5 separate regions of the Mus musculus genome follow, and all the other regions are linked to region 2. The links are chromatin contacts, called in public HiChIP or PLAC-seq maps. All regions are on one chromosome and are shown on one strand. The core of a region is the stretch at or near the end of the contact, and the rest is flanking DNA. Distances in the headings are between cores, read along the strand shown.

Region 1 (2,700 bases), core at 67-2,566, 290 kb before region 2:
CATCTTCAAGGACTGCTGATCTTCGAATACCATCAGTGGTACCCTGTTGGGAAGAAGGAGGACAGGGGCGAGCAGGATGTTAACAAGAAGCCCACAACATGATGCTTTTAGAGAGGTGCATTTTGTGGCCAAATGATGCTAACTGACATGCCAGTATTTCCCTAGGCTTGTCACATTTTTGTCACACACATACCTAAAATCTTCCATCCTAGCAATTCTCAGGTAAATAACAAGTACACCGTAATGAATGATGGTTGTGATATTGTAACACTGATTCCCTGTGCCTATTTTACTCACCGTAACACCATCAATACCTGCTGCCATCTCTATTTGTCAGTTAGGTGTAAAATAAATACAGACTGCTGTGCAGTGACTAGCAGCTGAATGAAGGAGTGCTGATGTGCTAATAATGTAAATAATGTAAGCCAGCCGCGGTGGCTCAGGAGAAGCGAGGCTAAGACAACATGGCCGTGAACAGAGTCTTACGGAAAGAAAACTGAGAGGAAAGAAAAGAAGGAGGAGGGGAGAGGACAGGGAGAGGAGAGAGAGGAAGAGGAAGAAGATGAGGAAGAAAATGAGAGGGAGGAGGAGCCCACTGCTGCTGTTCATCAATTTCTAAATACCTGTCCTGCCAGACAAAGTCAAAGAGAGCAAGGGACAACAGAAAAATGTTCCCACCACACATACTTTTTAGTTCTCAAAGCATCAACCGACAGAACATAGCTTGGGAGGAAATAAAGAGACCATTCAATTTTACTTCCACGAGTCACCCACACTTGAGGCTCTCTCATTACAAACTGAATACAATCCATTAGGACCTGAGGCTCCTTAAGTGGCATCTCAGGGTTAATGTCATTGGCGACTGAATATAGTAAGTCTGAGCAGATGTAGGTTCTTCCAGGCGTTTATTTGTGGCTTGGGCAGGTGTGCATACCTGCTGCTGAACACCTTCTGCTAAGTTGTCTCCACCTGCTGGGGCCTAAAACAGCAGAAGGAGCTGAGCTAAGACCATATGTGACTATACGGGACCATACGGGACCATACGGGAGGTCCAGGCAGCCGCAGGAACCCCTCAAACACTCTTACTACACTGGTAGGTAAGTATTCAACTACTAGGTTAGAGCCTGCTTATTTCACATTTCAAAGAGGGCTCTTCACATTTACAACACTGGGAAAACCCTTGAGGGAAATTAGACCATGAGATGAGACCTTCCAGCACCACAGGAAAGGATTGTCCAAAAAGTGGAAGCGGTCACTCTGGCTTGAAGTTTGATCAAAGAAAACAGGAAACCGCCCCTAACTAGTGAGGTCAAAGAGCAGTGAGAGTTGGCGGGCTCAGGGAAAGAGACAATACTGAGGCTTCCTAGTGAGAAGTCTACATAAGTAAGGACCAAAAAACAAACAAACAAACAAAAACAAAAACAAAAACAAACAAAAACAAAACACAATGGACCAAGGAGAGGACAGAGGTCAGAGAAATAGGGAAATGGTAAGGAGATGAGAGGGGGTGAGGCTGCAGGGCATGGGGGAGCAGAAGGGCCATGTGCCATACAGTACTGCCTTGTCTGCCCTAGGCCAATCCACTTTCCCCACCAAGTGAAGGGCAAGCGGTCTGGCTGTCCATGCTGCCCACGAGGACCTCAGCTCAAGAGTGTCACGGTGATGTGGAACCCTTCACAGCATCTCTCAACACAATATCATCTCTGTAAAAGCAGCGATGAGCTGCGCATTCCACAGAGCAGCGCCTCAGCTGTCAGTGGAGTAGTGGGGAGGACACAGCCAAGGCCCAGGAGCCCGAGATTTGTGCTGTGGTTTGATCAGAAGAGTTCCCGGGGCCTCGTGCTGTCAATGCCTGTTCCCTAGCCAGGGCTGCCGGTTGGGAAGGCTGCTGGGAACAATAAGGGAGAGTTTCCCTGGGTGTTTTGCCTGCACAGAGCGCCATATGAAAGCATTTTTCCAGGTTCGCCCACCTTAGAACCAAGAGGCCACTGCAGCCAAGGCTCACAAGGGTCAACATTGCTGCAAGGATCCCCCACCCCCACCCCTGCCAACCCGGCCTGTAGATGAAGGTATGAAGGTAGAGACAAAGTTCCAGTAGAGTTCAAGGCTGTTGGGGATAGCAAGAACACAGCCTGTTTGTCAAGGAGCGCTTTAAGCACAGAAGAGAGCCATCCTAGGACAGAGGCCAAGTAAGCCAAGGGCTTTCCAAGCCCACTGCCGCGTGCATCACGGCAACACGTGCCTCTCATGATGGGCTTGGAGCTACAGGATTTGATGTTTGTTGCAATGCTGGCTTTGGGCCTGCCTCCCCCCCCCCCCCCCCGCCCCATGTCACAGTTGGGCTGTTGACTCTGTGTCCTCCATCGTACACTGGAAGCACAGTGTCTGTATTTTCTAGGAGCTCATAGCTAAAAGACTGCGTGAAGTCTCAGCAAAGACTCTGGATACGGACTTTTGGGCAGTGGCCAAACTGTGGGCTATGGGACTAAGTTAGACTAAATGTATTTTGTTATGAGATGGTCAATAGCCTTTGGGAGGTTTAGAACGCAATGGTTTGAATCTGGACCGTTAGCCCACAGACTCATGCTTTGATGATGGGTTCTCCAGGCAGTCACTCTAAGAGAGGCGTGGAACCTTTAAAAGGTGGAGCCTAGCAGACAGAGGTGGATGACCAGGTGTCCGCGTTTTAAGGTGTATCCG
Region 2 (2,700 bases), core at 27-2,526:
TGAACTGCCTTGACCGATGTCCAAACGAAGGTTAGCAAATGTGGGAAAAGAACAGAGTAAGGGGCTTGAAGTTAAACGAAGAAAAGAAAAGAACAACAAAAAAACCCTAATAGCACTCATTCTTGTGGAAGGGGCAGCAGTATGGAAAATATGCACAGTTATATTTGAACTGCCTTAAATGAGGTGAGGGTAACGAAATCTCACATCCATGTATTAAAAACAAAAAACAACAACAACAACAACAAAAAAAAACTGCAATCACTTTCCTGGGATTAGACAGTGCCTCGGCCCCCCTCCCCCAACCTCAAGCTGTCTGTTATAGAGTCAGACACAGCCAAGGAGTCGACCTTCCCAAAAGTCTGAGGACTCTGATCCTTAAGAAGCCGCCAGCCAACTGGAACCATCCTGCACGAAATACGGTTGAGATTCCATTAAGAGCTGAGCACGCATTCAAGCCCTTTAGAGGTCTGTCCACGAGAGAATCCCAAGAGCTGAGAGAGACTAGGAGCTAATAAAGGAGAGTCTTTTCCTTAGGAGTCCTCGGCCTGTGTGTCAGTGTGACAGGCCGAGTTAACAGAAAAGCCACACATCCACATTCACTGCCAAACTGAGAATCCACCTAGCGCCGCTGCATTCTGCTTTTTTTCTTTTTCCCTGATGGCGCAGAGTGCCCGGTGCATACATATTTTCTATTGACTGAATGGTTCAAGGATTGAATGGAGAGAAGTCGGAGACAGGAGCTTGCCCTCTACTATGAGGCAATAATGGCATTAAAAAGATGTTAGTATGTATTTGGGAGGAGTATGATTTATTTGCAGAAACGCAGAGTTCTGCAGAGGCCCGAATCCAGGCAGGGAGCTCTAGTTGGAAACGCCCTGACAACGGGAAGGGGTGGAAGCCTGAAACCTTCTTGGCCAAAAGCACCGTGGTGCAAGATCGAGGTCAAAAAGAGCTTCCCTTGAAGCATCAAGGGGCCCCCTCTCTGTCCCCAGGTCGTCCCCAGGCTAAACCCTCGTGAGCTATAAATACAACGGTCCACATGCAGCAGAGACACGGTGTTCCCTCGGCTCGCTGGGACAGATAGCATGAATTTGCCCTTTAAACGTCCCAAGCTGCAGGCACAGCCCCCAACCCACCCCTAGCTCCCGGAAGCGTCTTCGCCCCCAATGCCCTCTGCAAAGGAGGGGGATGGAGAGGGGCTGTCCAGGGACCAGCCCAGCCAATGCGCGCTGCGCGCTCGCCGGGGTCCCTCCTCCTCTCGCGAGACGCCGAGCCGGGGATATAAGGAGGGCTGCGGTCAGGCGGGCGGTCCCTTCGCGTCGTGCAGGGACGGATTCGGGGTGGCGGTGCCTGGCCGGGCGTAGGCAAGAGCAAACGAGCGGCTCCTTGCAGGCTGTGTGCGCCCGGCTTTCAGCATGGGGGATCAGGCTTTGAGCTTTCTTAAGGACTTCCTGGCAGGTGGCATCGCCGCCGCCGTCTCCAAGACGGCGGTCGCCCCGATCGAGAGGGTCAAACTGCTGCTGCAGGTCAGGACGGCTGGGGGCGCGAGCGGGGCGCGGCAGGGCGCTGGGGGGATGCGGGGCGGGGCGCGCGCGTCAGGGCGCAGGGATGCGGGCGGGGCGCGGGGATGCTGCGGCGCGGGCGCGCGCGACGCTGCGGAAAAATCTGTGCTAGGCCGCAAGCCCGGGGCCTAGGCGAAGGGGAAGGTGCCCTCTACGCAGATACAGGTCCAGCGTCAGTGGCAGATTCCTGGTGTCGGGTGGCGCCCGCGTTGGGGTGTCTATATATGGAAACCCACCCCGAAGCTGGTCTACCTCGAGCCAGATCCTGTGCCCGGTACAGCAAGCGACATTCCATCTAAGGCCTCTTAGGCGGGCCTCACCCTTTGGCCACATCCTCTGCACCTTCTTATCTGCATCCACCCTTGACAATTGAAGCATCAGATTAATCATTGACTGGGGTTCGCTCTATGTCGCGTGCGCTGCGCTATAACTTGACATTGATTTCATTCATCTTTCCTATAACCTCTGCAAGATAGGAATCGTCCTTGGCCCGTATTCACAGATGGAGACACTGAGGCAGAAATCCAGAAGTAATATTCAGGATAAATTCAGACCGCCTTGGCCATCTTGTCCCCATATAATTTTCTCCCCGGTCATTGAAGGGGCCTGCCATCATCATCTGATCCATCTCAAAGGCAAACGCTGTTCAATGGGGAAGAGCCGTTTGGGCATTTAAACATAACACAAAATGCTCCAACAGATTGGCCACGGCAGTAGTAACTCACTAATCACTTGAATTATCTGCTTGAAAATTTTCAGACACCTACTGTTAAGACAACCTTGTCTCGGGGGACATTCGAGTAAAGCAGGGACATTGTCATCTGCTCACCATGTTAAGAGCCCTTGAGGGAGGGATCTTTATTGCCATTCCCCATAAGCCTGCAGGGAATTTCGCTCAAATGTCCTTATAATGTCGAGAAATTGGACTGCTTTTTAGCTTAGTCAAGTAACTAACATTTATTGGTATGTTCTTGGTAACTGATTTCCTGATACATTAAAAAACAATTGGAATTCTCCCTTGTCACTTGAAAGTGAAAGATGGGCGAGGAACCCTGGGCATAGCAGTGCACATTTATAATCCCAGCATTTGGGAGGCAACACAGGATGATTTTTTAGTTCCAGGCTAGCCTGGGCTATA
Region 3 (2,700 bases), core at 148-2,647, 360 kb before region 2:
AAAATAGTGTGTGTTTCTCGTGTTTTTCCCTCTGTTTGCTTTGTTTTATTTTGGTTGGTTGGTTAGTTGGTTGGTTTTTTATTTGTCTGTTCTCCTAAGGAGAAAGAAAGCATGGAGTTGGAGAGGTGAAGTGCGGGGGATCTGGGAGGAGACAAAAGTGGGGAAACCATGATCAGAATAAACTATGAAAACATTTTATTTTCAATTTTTAGAAAGAGCTCTTCACACCAAACAACTGAAGATTTCTCAGCAAACTGACGGCCACGGCCAGGATTGCATTCCCTGCCTTCCCTAGGGATGGGACGGGCTGTAACTAAGAGACGCCCCAGTGCCTCAGGCACCTCCTATGCAAAGTTTAAACCATCACACACTTTATCTTACTATGCATTTTCAAAATATTTGTCTGACTACAATTTCACCTAGAAAAGGAACTAAAAAGTCCAGTCTCAACACGTCTCAGTGGTCTCACACTGATGACGAGCTGAATAGAACAGCCTTATTATAGTTTAATTATAGAGCCATACAGTGACCTACCTCATGGAATCATATTGACTAAGCACGGGCCAACTGAATGACGTATTTAGGAAAAGTACCCTCCCATAAAGGAAGCTGTGAACTGTTACTGTCAATATTACTATATTACCCCACTTTTCCTGTTTTGGCCAAATCTGTAAATAACAGAATAGGCAACTAATTTGTCTCTCTCAAAATCCTGTGGCAGTCACTTAAAACCTAGTACTTAGCCCAGCAAGGTAGTGCCCACCTTTAGTCCCAGGACTCGGGAAGCACAGGTTGGTGAATCTACAAGAATTCGAGACCAGCCTGGTCTACAAATTAAGTTCCAGATCAGCTAGAGCTATACAGAGAAATCCTGTCTCAAAAAAACAAAACACAACCTAGTAATTTCAAGTGTTTACTGACAGATCGGAGGATCTGCTCAAGCCTTGTGCGACCACACCCATGTGGTCCTAGGAATTAACGCACTGCTGTTCATGCCAGGCAGGTGCTCTACCACTGAGCCACATCCCCAGCCTGTCCAAGCACTTTTAAAGCATCTTTAGAGTAGAGAGCGTGGCAAACTCTACTACACGAACGCCTCTGGCTCGCACTCCATACCTCAGAAGCCCAAAATGTACAGACAGACTACCACAGTGTGCACTAACCCCAGGGCATGGGGACTGCCCCCAACCCTAGACCTCAGAATAAGGACTGATGTGTCTCTGCAGAGTGTGTATTTCAACAGTCACTGAAGAGCCAGTGACCAGACTGACTTACATAGTAAAACCATCTATCAAAAAGTAAAATAAGCAAGCAAGCAACATAAACAGACCTCTCTGCCTGAGACCAGCAGACAACTGTGCCTAGGTTTACTCAGTGACTCACAGGACACCCTCTAAGGAACAGGTACAGTTACGCCCATATACACAGGAAGGGGCTGAGGCCCTGAACAGTCAGTGCCTCACTCAAGTCTGCAGTCAATGGTAGAGCCTGATTCAAGCTCCAGACAGTCTAATCCTATAGTCTATGTAGCTAAAGCTGTAATCAGACTGCCTGAGACCAGACCAGATGCTGAGAGTCAGAGCAGAGTTGACGGTCCTTACAGCACTCCCCTAAGTGACGAACGCTACTGCCCCTTTAGATGACTTCTCAGATAGAGCAGATATTACCTTACCGAATCAGTTCATCCTGGACTTCAATTAAACGCTGCCTTTTCTTTTCCATGTTGGCAATTATCTGAGCAATATAATAACGTACTTAGGTTAACATGGGAGAAGTTTCAGCACTTCAGCTAAGACTTTGGGTCCATGGACCCTCCTCTTGCCTCCCAGTTTGACTTGTTTAGCAGTTTCATTCACTACAGACCCAGGGGTAATCTTTTCTGTCTATGAGCTGTCTGGGGCTGGGGGGGGGGGTAACTTGGACTGACAAAAGGCTAACAGAGATCCCCATTCCTCAGTGTCCATTAACATTACAAAAGCAATTAAAAACCTGACCAAGCCCACAAAAGCCCTTATAAAACTGCAGGTCACAAAACTACCAGCAAGTGTTTCCTTACTCCCCTGGTTCATAGCCCATGACTCACTAAGAGATTTGGCGATTACCTTGGTGTTCTTCATTTTCAGGGCTTTTAACATCTGGGCTTCTTTAAGCTACAACGACAACAAAATAAAGTATATCTCATTTTCCAAGATGAACTGTATAAAGATCCACATGAGAAGGCCTTTGGGAGACACCAGTTGGTAAACCGCCTGTCACAAAAGCAAGAGGACCCAAGCTTGGATCCTGGCACTGGCACATTTGGATTTTATGAGGGGCTGGTGGGGATGAGTGGGTCCTTGTGGTCCAGCTGAGCTCACTGGCTGGCCAGCCTGGAGAAGCCAATGATCTTCAAGTTCAGTGAGACCTGTCTCAAACAGTAAGTTTTAGGGTGATTGGTGAAGTTACTCAGAGTGGGCCTCTGGCTTCCACATCCACACATGCACAGAAGGAAGTAAGAGGAGTTCTCACGTGTTTCTCGTCACAGAGCCAGCAAGTGCAAGCTGTTCTACAACCACAGGATCATGTCCAAACTTTAGTTTAAAACATTTTAGAGTAGCCAGGTGTATTGGTATCTGCCTTTCATTTCAGCACTTGGAGGGTAGAGGCAGGCAGATCTCTGTGAGTTTGAGACCAGCCAGGTCTACATAGTGAGTTCCAGGA
Region 4 (2,700 bases), core at 153-2,652, 480 kb before region 2:
TGCCAGTGAGTACAGTGGCCAGAGGGACCAGCAGAGGATAATGATCTCCTGTAGCTGGAGCTACAAGTTGGACCTCAATCAGTCCTCTACAAGAGCAACAGGTGCTCTTAACCACTGAGTCATCTCTCCAACATTTATATCTTAACTAGCATTTCTAGTTAATCTGACCTCTTATTACACAGTCCACATTATTTTTGTTTTAACCATCATCATATCATTATTAGCATCTCAATTTTAGGGTGTTTATGGAGAAGGAGCGTGTCCTTTTGAGTTGCTTTCACAAAACTATCAAGTACGGAGAGGAAGCATAGTGACTCACAGAGACTCCAGAATCAACAAACTAGGACATGCATCTTAAGCCCCCGACCCACCCATTTCCTCAACAGTGTCTTTTTATAAAGAAATGTATGCCCACTTTGAGTCACCTTTTTTGAATTTTTTAAAGTATGCTAGGCAAGTACTCTACCACTGAGCCCACCGCACTCACCCTTTAGCCCATTTCAATCTGAACTGGATGGGAATTGTAGTTCCTTAGAAATTACACCACACGCGCGCGCGCGCGCACACACACACACACACACACTTTCAGTTTTCCCTAAGTAGTATCTTCAAGACACATTAGTAGTAATAGGTTTTAAAAGATTAGAAAAAAAGGATTCCAGGCCAACACTAACAAAATCCTTAAAAACACCTGGTAAAGAAAGCACGCATACGTTTGCAGAATAAATTATCTGACAACTTATCTATAGTATTTTTATTTTTCACTAAAATGTCCGTGGTTTAAAGGGGGTGGGTGAAAGAAAAGAAAAGAAATGGTCACTAAACCACTATAACTCAGGATTGCTGGCCTGTCTCACTGATGATCTCTGACAAGTCCAAGGACTCGGCTGAATGACAAGAACAACAGCCAACCACCTGTAAGAGGACTGCCTGAAGGCGGAGCCAACGCCTCTCCCAGAAAGCAAGGTCTGTGCACACCAGAAAACGGGACAGATGCCGCCCTGTTATGGCTTGCTGTCCCCCTCTCCTCCCAGAAAAATACAAGCTAGTCCCAGTGACCTCCCAAAAAGACCCTAAATCCAGTAGTCAGCAAGGTTACTAACACTCCGGAAGTCCTTCGCAGGAAGTAAGGCTGCGCGGGCGGGGACACGATGCATCCTGGGAGATGTAGTCCACACTTGTGGCGCGCAGACGCAGTGGTAATGCAAGGTAGGCGTGCAGAACCCTGTGCGAGTTTAGTTTTCATTAATGATGTACTTTAAAAGGTATCAAAAAAAAGTCAGGTACTGGGGCCTAACGGCCTCGTTTCATATCACAGGGACAATCTATGAGTTCCTGCTAGACAGGAAGACTCGGTTTAGGAAGACAGTCCCTATCTAGTGGATCTGAAATAGATTGAGATAGCCCCCAAGTGGACAGTGAGGAGAAACCACATCTGTGCTATCAACAAACAGGTTGTTAAATCCAGGGAGGCAAGCCTTCCAAGGAGAGAAGTCCCACATCAGTCCCACTCTCTTTGAAATATAAGACTGCTATTGAAAATGTGTGTGTGTGTGTGTGTGTGTGTGTGTGTGTGTGTGTGTGTGTGTGTGTGTGTGCGCGCGCGCGCGCGCGCCAAAATCAAGATTAAAAAAGGTACCATCTGGAAGCTTAAACAGCAGAATGTTAAGATTAAGTTTTGGATCAAGAGATTACATTTCTGTTTCATGCATTTCATTATTTGGAAGGATAAAGAATCCCTTTTAGGTAGACTATGTCAAATGTAAAGCAAAGCATGTAGAATACATATTTTATACACCGGATATTTTCTACCATGTTATTTGAACATAATTTAAATTCATTCTCTCTCTCTCTCTCTCTCTCTCTCTCCTTCTTCTCCTTCTTCTTCTTCTTCTCCTCCTCCTCCTCCTCCTTCTTCTTCTTCTTCTCTCCTCCTCCTCCTCCTCCTCCTCCTCCTCCTCCTCCTCCTCCTCCTCCTCCTCCTCCTCCTTCTTCTTCTTCCCTCCTTTTTTTCTAATGGAACAACTCAGGAAAAAAAATTCTTTACAACGTGAATTCTAATTGTTGATAGCACTTGAACTATTAAGGATTTGTTAATATTATGTTTGTACTCTATGAGTTTGCTTAACTTGTTCTTTATTTCTTGTGTATTTTTTATAGATCCTTTAGGATTTTTTTCTTAATATGGACAACCTCGTCATCTTCAAATATAGTCTTTTTTATTTTTTCCAGCATGTGTGTTTTATATACTTTATTGCCTTGTTGCAATAGTTGGGACAGAAATGAGGGCAGTCACTACTGGCTTCTTCCTCGGATATAAAGAGAGAGCCGTTCAGTCTTTCCCAGAGGACTGGGTATTGACTATGGATTTGTTGTTATTGTTTCTCTGTTGTTATTGTATCTCTTTTACAGATATCCTAGGGGTTTTTTTGTTGTTTTTTTGTTTTTTGGTCTATTTTTAGGTTTCTGAAAGTTCTGAAAGTTACCGTCTAAGCTTGGTCAAATTCTTTTACTTGAAATGGTGGTGTGCTTTTGGGGTTGTTTTTGTGGTTGGTAGTGTTGATGTTGATTGACACACTTAGTTATATTGCTTGGTTTTTCAGAGTTCAAACAGGTCTTTCATCCCTAGGTTGAACACGGGGTAATGTTATTCCCATAAAATAAGTTAGAAGATACTTCCTCCTCTTTTCGTTCCTGTAG
Region 5 (2,700 bases), core at 27-2,526, 430 kb before region 2:
AGTTGTTTTCTTTGTACTATCTCAGACCTCTTTATATAGATAGTATGGAAATTACAATGGGCTAGCCTTTTCTCCACACATTAAAGAGCTAGTCTTTAAAGGTTTAATTTCATGTATATAGGTATTTAGCCCACGTGTATGCCTCTGCACCATGTGCATAAAATTCCCAAGGAGGCAAAAAGAGGCAGTTGGGTCCCCTGGAGCTAGTTACAAAAAATTGTGAGCTGCCATGTGGGTGCTTGGGTTCAAATCCAGTTCTTCTGAAGAACAGCCGACGCTCTTAACTGCTGAGTCATTTCTCCACCACCCTATCCCCTGTTAGAAAGCAGCTAGACAAAAACATTCGTGACACGCTCCTCCTTGTGTACAGGAGTTCCTTGATCCACTTTTGACCTTCACTTTAGAGAAGCTGTGGTTATTATGTAAACTTTGGAGGAGCTGAGTCCCCACCCCTTCCTGTATTCTTTGAGTATATTCTACCTATTTCTTTGGGTTTAAATCCTATCATATCAGAGGTTCTTCCACTTGCCAACACCTTAACATATTAGATTAAGGCCTTGTTGCATCCTCTGACTCTCTCAAATTAGACTGTGGGTTAAAATTATTTTAACTTTCACTTAGTTATTACAACAGCAAAAGTATTGACGACGACAACAACAACAACAACAACAACAAACCCTCAAATACACTGATAATTTTAAATCTGAATTTATGTTTTGAAATAAAATTGCAAGGTAACAAACTTTTATAAAATTGTCACATGGGAACACACTTTAAAATACCATCACATGCTGCATTCACTTAGAAAGCGTTAACAACAAAGCCAGTCTAAACAAGAATCTATCCGTTACAATGTGAGTTCCTTCCTTTCTTTGTGCAACAAGGAAGCTTAGGAGAAATGCTGCGAGAGCCAGCAGTGACTCAGCACCCCCATAAGGAGGCCAGGAGCAGAGCACAGTCTCCCTGAGGATGGACTGCAGCCCGCAGCTTCTCCACATGGGCTGCAGGGCTATTGCTGGATGCTTTCCAAGTCCTGTGTGCCCTGGCCCTTTCGTTTCTAGCACAGTATAAATATCACCATTATTTTTCCTTTCTTTGTAAACGTCAACAGAAAAGTCAGCATGCTACAGACTCTGGACATGGAGTCCAGTGAACTTTCTTCAGACTCTCAGCCCTCTGGGAAAGCCTTTTTGCAGAAGTTTGTGATCTGGTTCACTTTCCCACGTGGTAACTTGGACATCATCCACACAAACCAGAACTCACAAGGGGGGTGGGGTGAGGGGTGGGGAGTCCAGCTGGCAGGCCTTTTCTGAAGATGTGCCCATGGCTCTGCCAAGTCTCTGCTCTGGCTCAAACCACATTCTCTCCAACTACAGTAGATTTCATCTCTCCTTTTCTTAAGCTCTGTTTGACAACTGGTATTATAGTATATTCCTATAGAATTCCTGTACTTCATTCTAATAATCAACCATTTGAGGCTGTTACATAACAGCTCTTGAGATATTTTGCTGGTCTGTAAGACCGAGCTGATTTGTATAAGGATAAGTAAGAAACAAATGCTGATGGATTTTAGCACCTTGCCTTCAATGAGTCAACCAAGTTCGCACACGGTTTTCCTCTCACATAAATACTCAAGTTATTTTTGTTCCAGTAATAAAACATGATTTTTTTTTTTAAAATAACAAATACGTGTTGTGGACAACTGTCACAAAACCAGTAGCTATAATGCATGCTATGGTGGTCCAACTCTTCACTTCCATAAATCAGGTCCAAAACAAGGGTTCCAGCCTTTGACTCTGCTCATGGATTCAAGTTCTAAGACATTATCATTTGACATTATTGTTTCTACGTTTAACGAAAACTAGAACAACATTCTTAACATGAGTGGGGAGTATAAAATCATCAGTGGAAAAGCTGTACTGCTTCAAAATGACTTCAAAATTCATAGTATCGCCAAATCTTGCTAATTATAAAAGGGCAACTTTGTAATTTCATCTAGGATGATAGTACCATCATTGACAGTTACTTGCTCCTTATTAAATTAAATTTCATTTCAACTACCTGATGTCGAAGTTGAGGTAGCTGCACTGTGGCTGGCTGCATTGCTAGGCAGTGGTAGCGTACAAAGACCAGGAGGACCGTCAGATTAGATTTAAATGAGAGTCTCCCTGACAGCTTTCTCATTTGGCATAACAAAACAGAAACACGCCCCCCCCCACCCCCAATCATTCCTCTAGTGATAAAAGTACAGTTCTTTCGTGAGCATGGACACAATACACGGGATCTGTTTCTTTGCGTGGAAAGTGGAGTCCAGGGAGAAGGACTCGAATTCCGTTGCCACCTTCCTGTTAACGCGAGTGAGAATGTGCATAAATTCTAGCTTGTGCGCGTACAGCTTCAGCATGCTGCAAAGGGACTGGATGAACCACGACCCGTCCTTTGAATTTCTCCAGGAATAGTAACCTAGGAGGCAAAAATACGAAGGACTGTATCTTCTATTACACCACAGCATCACTCTGGAGGAGTCTACACATTTTCATATAACCAGAACGATCCAGACAGACATAAGCTTCCTCAGTCTTAGAAGCCACACAAAGGAAAATAATTAGCAACCCTGGACTCCAGACCTCACTGCTCTCTGCTGGAAAAGAAAACGCAGATCAATCAGGACTGACTACTGTTGGTTTCCCGAGTTCTACT

Evidence for each region. HiChIP or PLAC-seq counts read pairs in DNA pulled down with a chosen protein or histone mark.
Region 1: a contact with region 2 is called in an H3K4me3 HiChIP or PLAC-seq map of bone marrow-derived macrophages, with 3 times the contacts expected there. The contact joins the enhancer-like site here to the promoter of Slc25a4 in region 2. A contact is called at or near these places in 9 of 39 promoter capture datasets (the C10 cell line, cranial neural crest, embryonic stem cells and 4 more), 2 of 484 Hi-C or Micro-C datasets (muscle stem cells and rod photoreceptor), 10 of 115 datasets of contacts at active chromatin or transcription factors (T-cell acute lymphoblastic leukemia, bone marrow-derived macrophages, cardiomyocytes and 6 more) and 1 of 9 other capture datasets (adipose tissue).
Region 3: an H3K4me3 HiChIP or PLAC-seq map of embryonic stem cells shows a contact between it and region 2, with 28 read pairs. The contact joins the enhancer-like site here to the promoter of Slc25a4 in region 2. A contact is called at or near these places in 7 of 39 promoter capture datasets (3T3-L1-derived adipocytes, the HPC-7 cell line, cranial neural crest and 3 more), 1 of 484 Hi-C or Micro-C datasets (embryonic stem cells), 23 of 115 datasets of contacts at active chromatin or transcription factors (the 230-238 cell line, bone marrow-derived macrophages, differentiating embryonic stem cells and 11 more) and 2 of 9 other capture datasets (embryonic stem cells and liver).
Region 4: an H3K27ac HiChIP or PLAC-seq map of embryonic stem cells shows a contact between it and region 2, with 4 times the contacts expected there. The contact joins the enhancer-like site here to the promoter of Slc25a4 in region 2. A contact is called at or near these places in 2 of 39 promoter capture datasets (embryonic stem cells and pre-B cells), 1 of 15 datasets of contacts at CTCF or cohesin (the NIH/3T3 cell line), 1 of 484 Hi-C or Micro-C datasets (embryonic stem cells) and 3 of 115 datasets of contacts at active chromatin or transcription factors (embryonic stem cells and microglia).
Region 5: a FOXA1 HiChIP or PLAC-seq map of pancreatic cancer cells shows a contact between it and region 2. The contact joins the enhancer-like site here to the promoter of Slc25a4 in region 2. A contact is called at or near these places in 2 of 39 promoter capture datasets (liver and pre-B cells), 1 of 15 datasets of contacts at CTCF or cohesin (the NIH/3T3 cell line) and 5 of 115 datasets of contacts at active chromatin or transcription factors (bone marrow-derived macrophages, embryonic stem cells, large pre-B cells and 1 more).

Annotation. Positions count from the first base shown.
Region 1 is chr8:46,502,992-46,505,691 of GRCm38.p6, reverse strand. It overlaps Acsl1 (acyl-CoA synthetase long-chain family member 1), which reads right to left. Exons shown (of 21, transcript NM_007981.4): 3 at 1-43. Among named protein-coding and RNA genes, the nearest start is that of Gm31050, 33 kb to the right of the region's middle. Within about 2 kb of position 1,316, at least 14 of the 459 cell types and tissues checked have an H3K27ac peak or open chromatin away from gene starts, as enhancers often do. A contact at or near this core is called in bone marrow-derived macrophages, where this site is marked.
Region 2 is chr8:46,209,638-46,212,337 of GRCm38.p6, reverse strand. Slc25a4 (solute carrier family 25 (mitochondrial carrier, adenine nucleotide translocator), member 4) reads left to right here and starts at 1,276. Exons shown (of 4, transcript NM_007450.5): 1 at 1,276-1,526. The coding sequence starts at 1,416.
Region 3 is chr8:46,572,883-46,575,582 of GRCm38.p6, reverse strand. Cenpu (centromere protein U) reads right to left here. Exons shown (of 13, transcript NM_027973.4): 10 at 2,103-2,150; 11 at 1,673-1,734. It also overlaps a transcript of Primpol not described here. Among named protein-coding and RNA genes, the nearest start is that of Cenpu, 22 kb to the right of the region's middle. Within about 2 kb of position 1,397, at least 26 of the 459 cell types and tissues checked have an H3K27ac peak or open chromatin away from gene starts, as enhancers often do. A contact at or near this core is called in embryonic stem cells and pancreatic cancer cells, where this site is marked.
Region 4 is chr8:46,685,448-46,688,147 of GRCm38.p6, reverse strand. No RefSeq gene overlaps it. Among named protein-coding and RNA genes, the nearest start is that of Gm31111, 7.8 kb to the right of the region's middle. Within about 2 kb of position 1,402, at least 439 of the 459 cell types and tissues checked have an H3K27ac peak or open chromatin away from gene starts, as enhancers often do. A contact at or near this core is called in the NIH/3T3 cell line, embryonic stem cells, microglia and 1 more, where this site is marked.
Region 5 is chr8:46,637,682-46,640,381 of GRCm38.p6, reverse strand. Casp3 (caspase 3) reads right to left here. Exons shown (of 7, transcript NM_001284409.1): 7 at 684-2,463. The coding sequence ends at 2,234. Among named protein-coding and RNA genes, the nearest start is that of Casp3, 22 kb to the right of the region's middle. Within about 2 kb of position 1,276, at least 154 of the 459 cell types and tissues checked have an H3K27ac peak or open chromatin away from gene starts, as enhancers often do. A contact at or near this core is called in the NIH/3T3 cell line, bone marrow-derived macrophages, liver and 1 more, where this site is marked.